Regions from separate parts of the Mus musculus genome. Here region 2 is linked to region 1. Evidence: chromatin contacts called from public Hi-C data. All regions are on one chromosome and are shown on one strand. The core of a region is the stretch at or near the end of the contact, and the rest is flanking DNA. Distances in the headings are between cores, read along the strand shown. Region 1 has its middle 42 kb from the start of Erich3. Region 2 holds the start of Erich3 (glutamate rich 3).

Evidence for each region. A called contact is a pair of places that touch in the nucleus more often than the background predicts.
Region 2: a Hi-C map of olfactory sensory neurons shows a contact between it and region 1, with 2.0 times the contacts expected there. The contact joins the promoter of Erich3 here to the enhancer-like site in region 1. A contact is called at or near these places in 1 of 39 promoter capture datasets (hippocampal neurons), 1 of 15 datasets of contacts at CTCF or cohesin (the NIH/3T3 cell line), 13 of 484 Hi-C or Micro-C datasets (the AtT-20 cell line, bone marrow-derived dendritic cells, brain and 8 more), 1 of 115 datasets of contacts at active chromatin or transcription factors (neural progenitor cells) and 3 of 9 other capture datasets (adipose tissue, liver and pancreatic islet).

What each region holds. Positions count from the first base shown.
Region 1 is chr3:154,665,865-154,671,656 of GRCm38.p6, forward strand. It overlaps a transcript of Erich3 not described here. Among named protein-coding and RNA genes, the nearest start is that of Erich3, 42 kb to the right of the region's middle. Within about 2 kb of position 2,112, at least 8 of the 459 cell types and tissues checked have an H3K27ac peak or open chromatin away from gene starts, as enhancers often do. A contact at or near this core is called in the NIH/3T3 cell line and olfactory sensory neurons, where this site is marked.
Region 2 is chr3:154,709,165-154,714,924 of GRCm38.p6, forward strand. Erich3 (glutamate rich 3) reads left to right here and starts at 1,969. Exons shown (of 7, transcript NM_175176.3): 1 at 1,969-2,166; 2 at 4,710-4,928. The coding sequence starts at 2,155. Gm20389 (predicted gene 20389) reads right to left here and starts at 2,183. Exons shown (of 2, transcript NR_166197.1): 1 at 1,571-2,183.

The DNA.
Region 1 (5,792 bases), core at 862-3,361:
GATAGGGCATGTGGTCACCAAAGAAAAGCTTGTTAGAGCAGACATTCAATACGTATGCGAGCCAGGTTCGGCTCTGGTGTAAACATGAGATATTTCATTGACTACAGAAAAAGAGAGAGTAATGACTGAGGTTTCCACAGACAGTGAAGATCAGGACCGAGAGGTTTCTAAGATGCTTCAGCTTGAAGGGCCAGGGCCGAAACATAAAGCCAGCGTCTCTGGTCAGCTTGTGCCCTTCATCATCCCATGCAATAATCTAATATACATGAGCATTAATGTGTAGAACTTTCATTCAGATCAGATCAACATCTGATAAATTGCAGACACAGTGACCAAATATTACTATAGAGGATGGCAATAATTTTTTAATAGTGCCTGTGTAAGTACGTTGTGATTGCTTTGTAAAAGTAAATAGATGCGAGCTACAGGGCTTACAATGTTAACTCTCATCACTTGAAAAGCAAAACTAGACAGGTCTCTATGATTTCAAGACCAATCTCCTGCACCTAGGAAGCTCCAGGCTAGCCAGAGCTCCACGAGGAGACTCTATTTCAAAATAAGGGAACAAACAAACAAATGGAAACCATAAGCAGAAATGTATTTAGTCTACATGCCTTAAACTTCACCCAAGAACAAAAGCACTCAAATTGACGCAAGTCTCCTCCTCAAATAAAAGGGGTAATTATTTCTCTTGTTTATGTTACCATTTGGAAATAGTAAAAGTTTGAGTAGCAAATAAAGGGTCTCATCAAAGCTGAGATGCCTTCTTCATCATTCATAATTATTACATTTTAAAGATAAGATGGCAATAAAGTGCAGTTTTACCATAAACCAGATATTGTGCATCTGAACTTCCTCCTGTCGGGTAGTAGCGGCTGATGCTTTCCCCTGGCTCTTCTCCCCTCGGAGTTGCTCACCTACTTAATTACATCATCAAACACTGGATATAAAAGGCACACAGGGCCCCATGCGGGCTTTGTTCAGATGGAGTTTGGGAGTAAATAAAAATGATCCTAAAAAGTCTTGCAAAGATAACATAGACGTCACGGTTCCGCTGCCTCTCCGTTTGGTGGATACCAACTATGAAACATCATCGCCAGTTCTACTGTCTGAAATGAAAGGAGTTTTAGAGTGAATTCATGGACCCTCCAGTTTACTAGGTCCCACCCACTTTGCTGGTTCTATATGAGTTTGAGGCACTCTGACTCAGGATGGAATGGGGACTCTTGCATCCTCCAGCTTAGATAAGAATAAAACATATAGCCCTTTCTTCATGCTCATCTCTGAATCTACCTGGCTTTGGGTCTCTGTCTGAGAGAGCCAATCGACTGAGAAGAGCCATCAAATATACATTTTTGAGTAAAGAAGAGAGAAAAGTTATACTTCATAACAAGGAAAAATGCAGAAAATATAGCTTTAAACTGTTGTATTTCCTGATAACTCCAGAGAGCCAAATAGTATCAGTTGTGCATCTTTAGAGAGTATGTAGATTCCCTGGTGACACTGTAATCCACTCATTTGTGCACAATAGATGTGTCCATTACACGCTTGAGCAGTCTTCAGGGTCTTTCCCTCCATCCTTAACCATCAGGCCCTCAGCAGAAGATTCTAGTTCACTGCTCATGCCGATCCCCCAAATCATCCCTTTAATACAGAATTTCAGAGTTGCTATTTTTTAAATATCTGAATTTGTTTGGTAGTTCTTCTGAAGGCCAACGTGCTAATTTTAGGAAACAAGTTGGTTCCACTTAATGGTTGGATTTAACAGGTTCGCTAGCCCTGGCTTCTCCTCTGATCTTATGCCACAATCCTAAATGTTCTTTTTAGTATGGATACCATGACTCTTCCTTATTCTGAACAAACCCATTCATACAAAGAGATGCGAGTGGGGAGGGGCGTTTGTCCTGGTAATAGCATTGCTTTGAAGTCCTTCAGAGCTGAGCATCAAAACCTCAGGCACCTGGGCCCCATAAATGTTCAGTTTAATGGCTCCCCAGAGCTTTCAGCTGCTTCTGAGGCAATGAATTGGGAGCTTTTGGATTTTTATTCAGACTAGTTGCCCGGTGTGGAAGGTGTTTGTTGTAGCAACCCCTAGACTATACGTAAGATTGTCCCTTCACACCTCTCCTTTCCTAAGCCCCATGCTCCCCAGTGGGATAACAGAGAGTGTGGGCTACCTCACCTTCATGGAAGCAGAAGGGGGGTTATAATTTGTAGTGGGGCAGGTATGAGGATGTGGGGATGAGTGAAGTAAACATTTCCCATTTTAAGAAAGCACAGGAGGAAGCTGAGAGTAGAGTTAGACGTCTACTGAAGCTAGCCTTGCTCAAGTGTCTCCAGGAAAGTCTTTTACGGTATCCTGTGACTGTGCAAATCCAAGTTTACAAACTGATTTAGAGACCAGCATCATCATAAGGTCTTGTAGGGTCCCCTGCTCTCATCTGTTCTCTGAGCCTCTGCTTAGGAACACAGGAAGGAGAGACTGAGTATTCTTCAGGTTATTTGGACTAAGAGCAAAAAGGGAAAGTACAGCTTTTCTGACTGGATTCTTAACTCCTAACATAGCACCAGGATAATCTAAGCCTGAGGGAGCATGTATTTCTGAACCTTCAAATTTTTAGCTGAACATTGTGGTTTGAATAATTGTTGGCTTTAGGTGGATAATTCTGTTGGTGTTAGGATTTTAGGATTCTGGAAAGTCACTTCTAAGGAAAACCTCAAATTCTGTAGTTAGTTTTGAGTCTTCTGTGACTCATTTCGATCCAGACCAAGACATATGGTATGGAGTGAGAATCGTGGCTCCTCCCTCCCTGAGCATCTTTCCTCCCCTACACAGATTGCAGAATACTACATGGTATGTGATGATTTCATAAATACCAAGTGTAAAGGGAAACTCTCACATTTAAGTGGCACTAAAATCAGCACAAAGAAGCAGAGCACACACCGCAGCCTTTACACTGTGTTCTGTGAGTGTCTTTGTCATTTTTTCTTCAGATTGTAAATCCCCAAATGGTATGACTGTGTGCATACTTTACTACAAATAGCAGAACAGTTGGCTAGTTCAAGGAAAACTCTCAACTAGCAAAGACGTAAAGTGATCAGACATATATTTGTACTGTGTATTCAAGTGCAGCATTTAAGGTAAGTATATTTGAATAGTTATTCTTTATTTTTTGCATAAGTGACTATCTGTCCAAACTGCGTTTGATAATGAGGTTATGCAGTGTCTCCAGACTTGGGTGTGTCAACACACTCTCCCTAGTTGTTTTCTTCCTTCCCTTGGCTTATTTGTCTTTATTATCCAAGCGAAGCACATGTAAAGCAGTTGAGTAGTGAATTATGTGTAGAACCCCATGTTGGTTTTATAGGTTAAACAATTTTCAAGAACTTGTACCTTCACCTAAAACAGTCAAGCAGAATATTCCAGCTTTGGAAAACTGATCTTTTTTTTCACTCTTGTCTCCCTCCAGTCCAGAAAGGAGACACATCCTTCACTGGCAACATTGTTGCTACTTGGCCCAAAGTAACTCATCTGGGAGCTTGGCTCATTGGACTAATGTGTCTTCTGCAGAGAGAGGAGGGGATGTGACAAGCTGAACAGAGCACTTTGAATAGTCATGCTTTACTGTGATTCTGTTGGTGTTAGGATTTTAGGCTTCTAGAAAATTGTTACCAAATCATTGCTTGTACAGTGAGCCTCAAGAAATAAACATAAACAGTGAACAACCCTGGAACGTGGAGAGATAGTGGTCTGGATTCTTTAATAATTTCTCATTCTCTTTCGAGTCCTCTCTGATCCTTGATCCCTTCTCCCTATCTCCTTCCTGTGGCTGATTCTTGATCTGAGGAAGGCTACTGTGATGTGGAGCCTCATCTACTTAAAGATACATGGCTTCCTTATGGTCTTCCCCTCTAGCACAGCTGTCAGCACAAATGTGGTAGGACCCAGAGGGTTTGCCTTAGTCAGGGTTTGTATTTCTGCACAAAACATCATGACCAAGAAGCAAGTTGGGGAGGAAAGGGTTTATTTAGCTTACAATTCCACACTGCTGTTCATCACCAAGGAAGTCAGGACTGGAACTCAAGCAGGTCAGGAAGCAGGAGCTGATGCAGAGGCCATGGAGGGATGTTACTTGCATACCATGGCTTGCTCAGCTTGCTTTCTTATAGAACCTAAGACTACCAGCCTAGGAATGGCACCACTCACAATGGGCTAGTCCCTCTCCCGTTGATCACTAATTAAGAAATGCCTTACAGCTGGATCTCATGGAGGCATTTCCTCAGGGGAGGTTCCTTTCTCTGTGACAACTCCAGCTTGTGTCAAGTTGCACACAAAACCAGCCGGTAGAGGGTTCCTGTGCCATTTCTGATTGGTCATCAATGGTTGCATTCTGTTTGCAAGCATAGAAAATCCAGAACCAAGCTTTCGAGGTGCTCAAGAAAGACATTCTTAACTTCTATGCCTTGTGTGGATGCTGCCTCCAGAAACTGGTCACTGTTCTGGTTATTCTGTTGTTGTAGGCTCAGTACTGCACATCTCAGATGGTGACTGTATTGGAGATAGATCTTTAAATAAGTAATGAGTGTAAAGATCCCCAATCCAGGCTGACTTGTGTCCTTACAATAAATAGCCGTAGACACAGATGTTCACACACAGAAAGGCTGGGACATTACAAACGTGGTGGTCATCCATGAGCCAATGAGAGAAGCTGGCGATGATCTTTCCTCAATAGTCCTCAGGAGCAATCAACTCTGTAGACACTGGCCCAAAGTCAGTGTTTTTAGCTCCGGGAAGCCCAAGAAGATAAATGCATGCTGTGTAGGTCACCTGCCTGTTCTGTGATATGATTTTATGACAGTCTTAGTGAGCTAACCAACTTTTTTATAATAGCTGAAAGCTTTTATTACCTGGTCCTGAAAAGCTGAAGTAAGTCTCTGTCCGGCAGTGGGTGCAGGGAAATAAAGGGGGTGGGAGAGAGCCCGTGTCTGATGCTCTGGGGCGGGCAGGACTGCTGCATGCTTACTTCGCTGCCCAGGTGGGCATCTGGCTGTGGAAAGCCATGGAACTACAGTCTGTGGAGGTAGAGAGGGAGCAATCCGGGGTCTCTGGGCCAGAAATGACAGGTTCTCAGTCTTGGACATCCCAGACATTGCTGTATGTCTCGGACCAGCTGAGAACGGGCCCTAGGACAGACTCTGGTCCAGGGGCTAAAGGGAGGGTAGGGGGAGAACCCTGGCAGTTTACCGCTGGGATAAGAGAATCTGGTTAGCTCAGGTTGCTAGCGTGGAGGGCAAGGGTGGCTTGGGTTGGCCACGTGGAGAGAGTGGGGAAGGGAGGGGGAGAAGGAGAGATAGAATGAGAATAAGAGAGGTGAGAGCTTAAGAGATCTAGGAGGGGCCAAGCAACTCCTTTTATAGCTGTGGGGAGGAGCATACCTGGCTATTATCAGGTAACTGTGGGGGTGGAGTCTAGCTAGAATGCTAGGAGCTTGGGACTTTGCTTGACTGATAGTCACAGGATCATGGAGTTGGGGGTTCCATGGTGTCAGGCACCTATGCCTATCTGGGAGCATGGCTCACTGTTCTGTCCCTTGTAGAGTTTCTACTGGGTCTTCGGAGTAAGTCTTGCTCAGCCAAAAAACAGGCTGCCTTTCACAGTCCCACAGTCTTTATAAGAACTGCAGAGTCACAGAAAACACATGATTGATTGACTATTGGCAGAGTGGCAGTAATGGGTGCCTTAATGTATCTACATCCTTATAGACCAGTGGCTTAAAAACAGCCCAAATTTA
Region 2 (5,760 bases), core at 719-3,218, 43 kb after region 1:
CAGTTGAAGATATGTAATTGGTGGTACATTATAGCCAAGCACCTGCCTTTCCTGGTGTCTGCTTTTACTTTGGGTGCCAACCTTGCCGCGTAATGAATTCAAAGTAGATTTTATATTGAAAACATTGAAACTGAAATGAGTCTGTTCCAATAATATCCTTTCAGTTCTCTGAAAGAGGACATTATTTAACTTAACATTTAATTGAGCAAAGCCATTTTTTTGCCCATATTCAGCACAATAAAGAATTTACATTATGAGCAAAAATATAGGACTACAGTAGAGGCCATCTCTTTTGTCTAGAGGGCTCCATCCAGGGTATTTGGTTATGTAGAAGACTTCAACACCATATGTTTTAACAAATACTTTGGGGTCAGAAGGGTAGATATAATGGAAGGATATAATTAAAGTTTAATCTGTTCAGTAAAAAGGCACCATTAATTACTCTGGGTAATTTGTTGGGTTATTAATTGGTTCTGGAAACATGTCAAGGTACTAATTTAAATGGAATTTTCCCCCATCATCGTCTAGACAGCCCCTCGACCATATACTGCCCCAGGAAATATGCAGCCTCCGGTTCGTCTGCAGCCTCTTCTCAGTAGTCGCCAAACGAGAAACGGTTCAAAGATAACTTCAGGGTCCAAACCCAAAGGCTCATTGCTGGAAAGCGAAGCTCTGTTTCCTCTTGGGGTAAATGTTCTTTTCCTTAAGAAACATCTCTTTTTCAATTATTGATTAAAATCACGTACTATTAAAGTTTTTAAGATGCCGTATTTTCACCCACACAGGGAAACTTGCACTGTACGTTCACGGAGCACTTACTCTGTACTTGTGATAAGTGTACATTGCTGCAGTGAGAAGGCCTACTTTTCACGTCATTGTACAGGATCTGTAAGGGGTGAAATTTTGATGACATACAGTGCTTAGCTCACTATGAGCCAAATGGAAAATAAAGGTGCTCTGTCCCCAGTCACATATGACTTTCCCCCAAATGACCCTGTGTGGACTCCTTTCAGATTTTAGCACATGAGAACCAGACAATGGGACTCTGCATGGCAGGCCTGTGTTCATGTTGGGACTCTATCCTATCAGTGTGTAGAGTTACTTGGAGGGCGAATTATAGAAGGAAGGAGAGTCTATCTTTTAAATATGCTGAAGTCATCAACCTAAGAGATTGATGCTGCATACCTTTCAAGGTGCTTTCTTCGGTAATTTCTGCTCATTAGAGTGTGAGTTGGCTAGGTATAGTTACTATAAAATAGAATCTACCTAAACAGGGAGGAACAGGCCAGGCCATTCCCAATTTGGGGAGAGGCTGTGTTCCTAACTTGCAGAAACATTTGTGAGCTTAAGAATTGGTGTCATGAACATAATTGTCATTACAGGACAGGGACAAATGGGCTTCATTCCTTTCTATGAAATACTACTCACAGACCTAAGAAACAGTGCCCTCGCTCTGACACATGCCCTGCATGCAGACGAAGTGGTTTCACTTCACACTAAATACTCAGACGCAAGTGCAGCACCTCAGTCCATTGAAGGTGGTTTTAGCTCATGAGAATGGTTTACATACCTTACTCAGGTAGTCTCCCGGCAGCTTCCTAAACACCAAAAGAAGGTAATTGGGAAATGATTTTCTTTTGGGGGGAGAAACTTCTTGAAGTGAGGCAGGCTCCTGGGTCTTAGATCTAGGGTACAGTTGAAGGCTCATATTTTGAAGACCATTTCAGCCACTGTCCAGGAGTAGCCAAAATCCTTTGTTAGTTTTTAGTAATCTAAAATAGATTTGTCTCGATCAGGGACAATTAATTCACCAAAAGTTATCAAATGGTCAAACTTTATAGCAACAGTGTTTTCTCCCTGGTTGGCAGAGCCGCCTGGGAGGGAGGCAGACTCACAATGAGAAGGTTGCCTGGTGACCATAGAATCAGAATGGGGCTGTGACTCAAGGCAGTATTCCTGGATCAGGTTAAGGCTTCCTGAGGTGCCCATCTCATCTCAGGAATGAGCTTACCCAAAACACCAGAGAACTCACAGGTCTTGGCCTAAACCTCTCTGTGTCCTCCGGGGTTAGCTTAGCCCTTGGGGTTGGGCATACTCAAAGCCTGCTGGGTAGAACTTCCTTCCCCATAGACAGTGCTTCAATGGGTCCTCTCCATGTTTGCCAAGGTGATTACATTCTTTCTAAGCTTCTATAGTTCTAAGTTCTATCTTGGTGACCTTTTTTTCCCCCCTAGACATAAGAACACCACTAGGGAAACGACAGTCTTTGACATCTAGGGACTGAACTTTTCACCTTTCAATGATTTTCCTCCAAATTTACTCTGAGGCACTGTCTACAAGTGATCTCTCTATGTATACATTGTGAACCAATATATAATCTCATCTCCCTGCTTATAAATTTTGAGAGTGTGGGTTACTTCTGAAGGAAAGTCATTGAGTAGCTTACATACACCAAGAAGTTGATTAGTTTCATGTTAGCTCCAATTAGCTATATCCAATGAATATTTTGGGCACTTATGACAGGCTAGATGCTGATGTAAGAATGAGTGTTATTATAGATTACCAAGGAAGACAGAAGTCATTTGCTGGAGCTTACAGTGTAATATGTGTAACCTAAATACACTATGAAAAGACAGGCTTTTATTAGTGGTATTGATGGTGAAAGAGTTGACTACCAGACAAACTCCTTATAAAAGACAGTGGTCTGTAGTGTTGCTAAGTATATACTGAGCACCAGGTAGACCCCCTTGCTTTGCTGAAATGCTGGAGAGGATAGAGGTCTAAGGATTGGAAGACCACGGAGAAGACCAGGTTGAGCTTGTCACAGCAGCCAGAGTGAGCATCTTTTGGGAAAAGTGACCTAGTCAACAACAGGTTGGTTTTGATGCCACTAAGTAAAACTAATCCTGTGGCAAAATTTTCAAATATTCAGAGGGAGTCTCTCTTGTCAGGGGGCATCAGCACAAGTGTCTTCAAGGCCCCACCTGATGGTATACCACCATCATAACCTATAGAAATCTATCCCAGGAAAACACATACGTGCAAAGGAAGAGTTACGTACCCTTTGAGCTGTCATATTTACAGTGGTAAACAAGTGAGAAAGACTACATAATACAGTATAAATGCTTAAGAACTTAAAAATACAGTGCAATTATATGTAACGGTTTAGAAAATTATCCAATATACAAACAAAATGAGCATTATTTTTAGAAATATTATTAAAATCATTTCCAAAACAGGACAAAGAGCTGATACCCAATTGTGCTATTTGTTTTTAAAAGTGATTAAAAAATTGTCCAAATTTCCAATGTTCTAGAATTTAATATTTGTATTATGTTCATTTAATTTTGGTTTGATATTCTGGGCTCAGTCTATTGGAGAAATAAATTGAAAACAAAGTAAGAATATCAATAAAATTTAACAACCGAACAATAGAGTCTGCTTACACAAAAGTGTTGGTTTTATTCAAGATTTGGGCTGTCCATGCTTTGACTTAACCTGCCTTTATTGATTCAGTAACTAGTGCCCTTGGGAGAGCCTTTCTTAAAATTTTTATTATTAAGCATCTCAAAATATAGACTAAAGTTGTTAAAAATTAGTTATGAGTACAAAAATCGAAATGTAATGTCAATTTATAATGTACTTATACTATATATATGTATTTATATATATAATTTTTTAAGGTCAATTGGTGTAAAATGGATAAAAACATCTAAGTCTCTTAAAATTTGGAAATTTACTTCAGATACACAAAAAGTAATCAATTTGTACAAATGTTTACATGCAAATCTATCTGATAAATATTTTTGGATATACATTTAAAGATTTTAAATGACTATGGTAAGGTATCTTGATTAAAATCCTAAACAAAATAAAGAATATATATATATATCTCCCAAAGATAAATTAATATTTAAAAACTTCTATTTGCTTTTTAAATCAAACTCTACATGTAAATTACTTAAAAGAAATATTGCTTGTACTATTATGTAAGAATAGATCCACATTTCTATACACCGGTGAGACTATATAATATAATTAAAGAATCAAAGCAAATTTAAGGAACCATTTTTCTATTTATGGATTTTTAGGGTGCTAAAGTTTTTATGGTTCAGCTGAATTTCCACATCTTTTATATATACACACACTTACACATGTGTATCTGTATGCCCAAATGCACAATTTATGGCAGGGTATTAATACTTGTGCAGTTATCTACATAGGATTTATTGCAGGACTTGGAGGTCAAAGAGTGTTTTCTTTGAAATTTGGTGGATAGTTTTGATTGTCCCAAAGTTTGAAGATTTCAAGCAAGCACACTCACTGGTGTTTGATTACAGGCTTGCTTCTCCTGCCTGTTCAATCCTTAGGGTGTATAAGATCAGAATGTCTCTATTGCCCAGTACAATGACAGCCCTACTTCAGGGTCCAACCCTGCAGACCTTCCAGTGCAAAATTAACTAAGTTTACTCTCTCAAAATCTTCTATTAAAACCATATATTCATACAAGGTTAGAAATATGTGCTTATTGAATTTGCAATAGATACAAACTGATTTTCATAGGCAGGAGCATGCGTTTTATCAGCCATGAATGGGAGTTTGGTGTGTTGTTCTCAGCTGGGTTTGTGACAGTCATCCAAGCTTTGATTTGGGCTGTACTGGGGCTCAGCTTGTGTGTCATTGGGTCTTACATCATGATGTGATTACAGGGAAAGAAGGCAATGATGAAATTCAGGAACTACATGGACCATTCCCAGAAGGAGGATCTCTACCAACTCCCACACATTAACAGTTACCACACACCTGTTCCTCCAACACCGCAGCCCCAAGCAGGAAAGAACTTCAGGGATAAGAGGTTGGAATCTTGGAGGAGGAAGAGGCTGCGTCCCATCACGGCTCCCAATGGCCTTGAGCCTCTCTTTGCCAAGGTGATTATGGCCAACGTGATCTTTTATTACCGTAACACTAGTGATGGCACACCGGCTGGGTTCTAGATCTGTAGTGTAAGAATTTTCTAGAATCAGGTACAAAAATGCATTACATTAATATAGTAATTTTTTCCTGATTTTTTAAAAATAGTGATTTCTTTTTTAAAATTTGATATTTTCTTTATTTACATTTCAAATGTTATCCCCCTTCCTAGTTTCCCCTCCGAAAACCCCCTATTCCCTCTCCACTCCACTTGCTCACTAACCCACCCACTCCTGCTTTCTGGCCCTGACATTCCCCTATACTGGGGCATAGAACCTTCACAGGACCAAGGGCCTCTCCTCTGATTGATGACTGACTAGGCCATCCTTTGCTACATATGCAGCTGGAGCCATGAGTCCCACCATGTGTTTTCTTTGGTTAGTGGTTTAGTCCCAGGGAGCTCTGGGGGCACTGGTTAGTTCATATTTTTCCTCCTATGGGGTTGCAAACCCCTTCAGTTCTTTGGGTCCTTTCTCTGGCTCCTTCATTGGGGACCCTGTGCTCCGTCCAATGGATGGCTATGAGCATCCACTTCTGTATTTATCAGGCACTGGCAGAGCCTCTCAGGAGACAGCTCTATCAGGCTCCTGTCAGCAAGCTCTTGTTTGGCATCCACAATAGTGTCTGGGTTTGGTGGTTGTTTATGGGATGGGGCCTCACGTGGGGCAGTCTCTGGATGGTCATTCCTTCAGTCTCTGCTTCACACTTTGTCTCTGTAACTCCTTCCATGGGTATTTTGCTCCCCTTTCTAAGAAGGATCAAAGTATCCGCACTTTGCTCTTCCTTCTT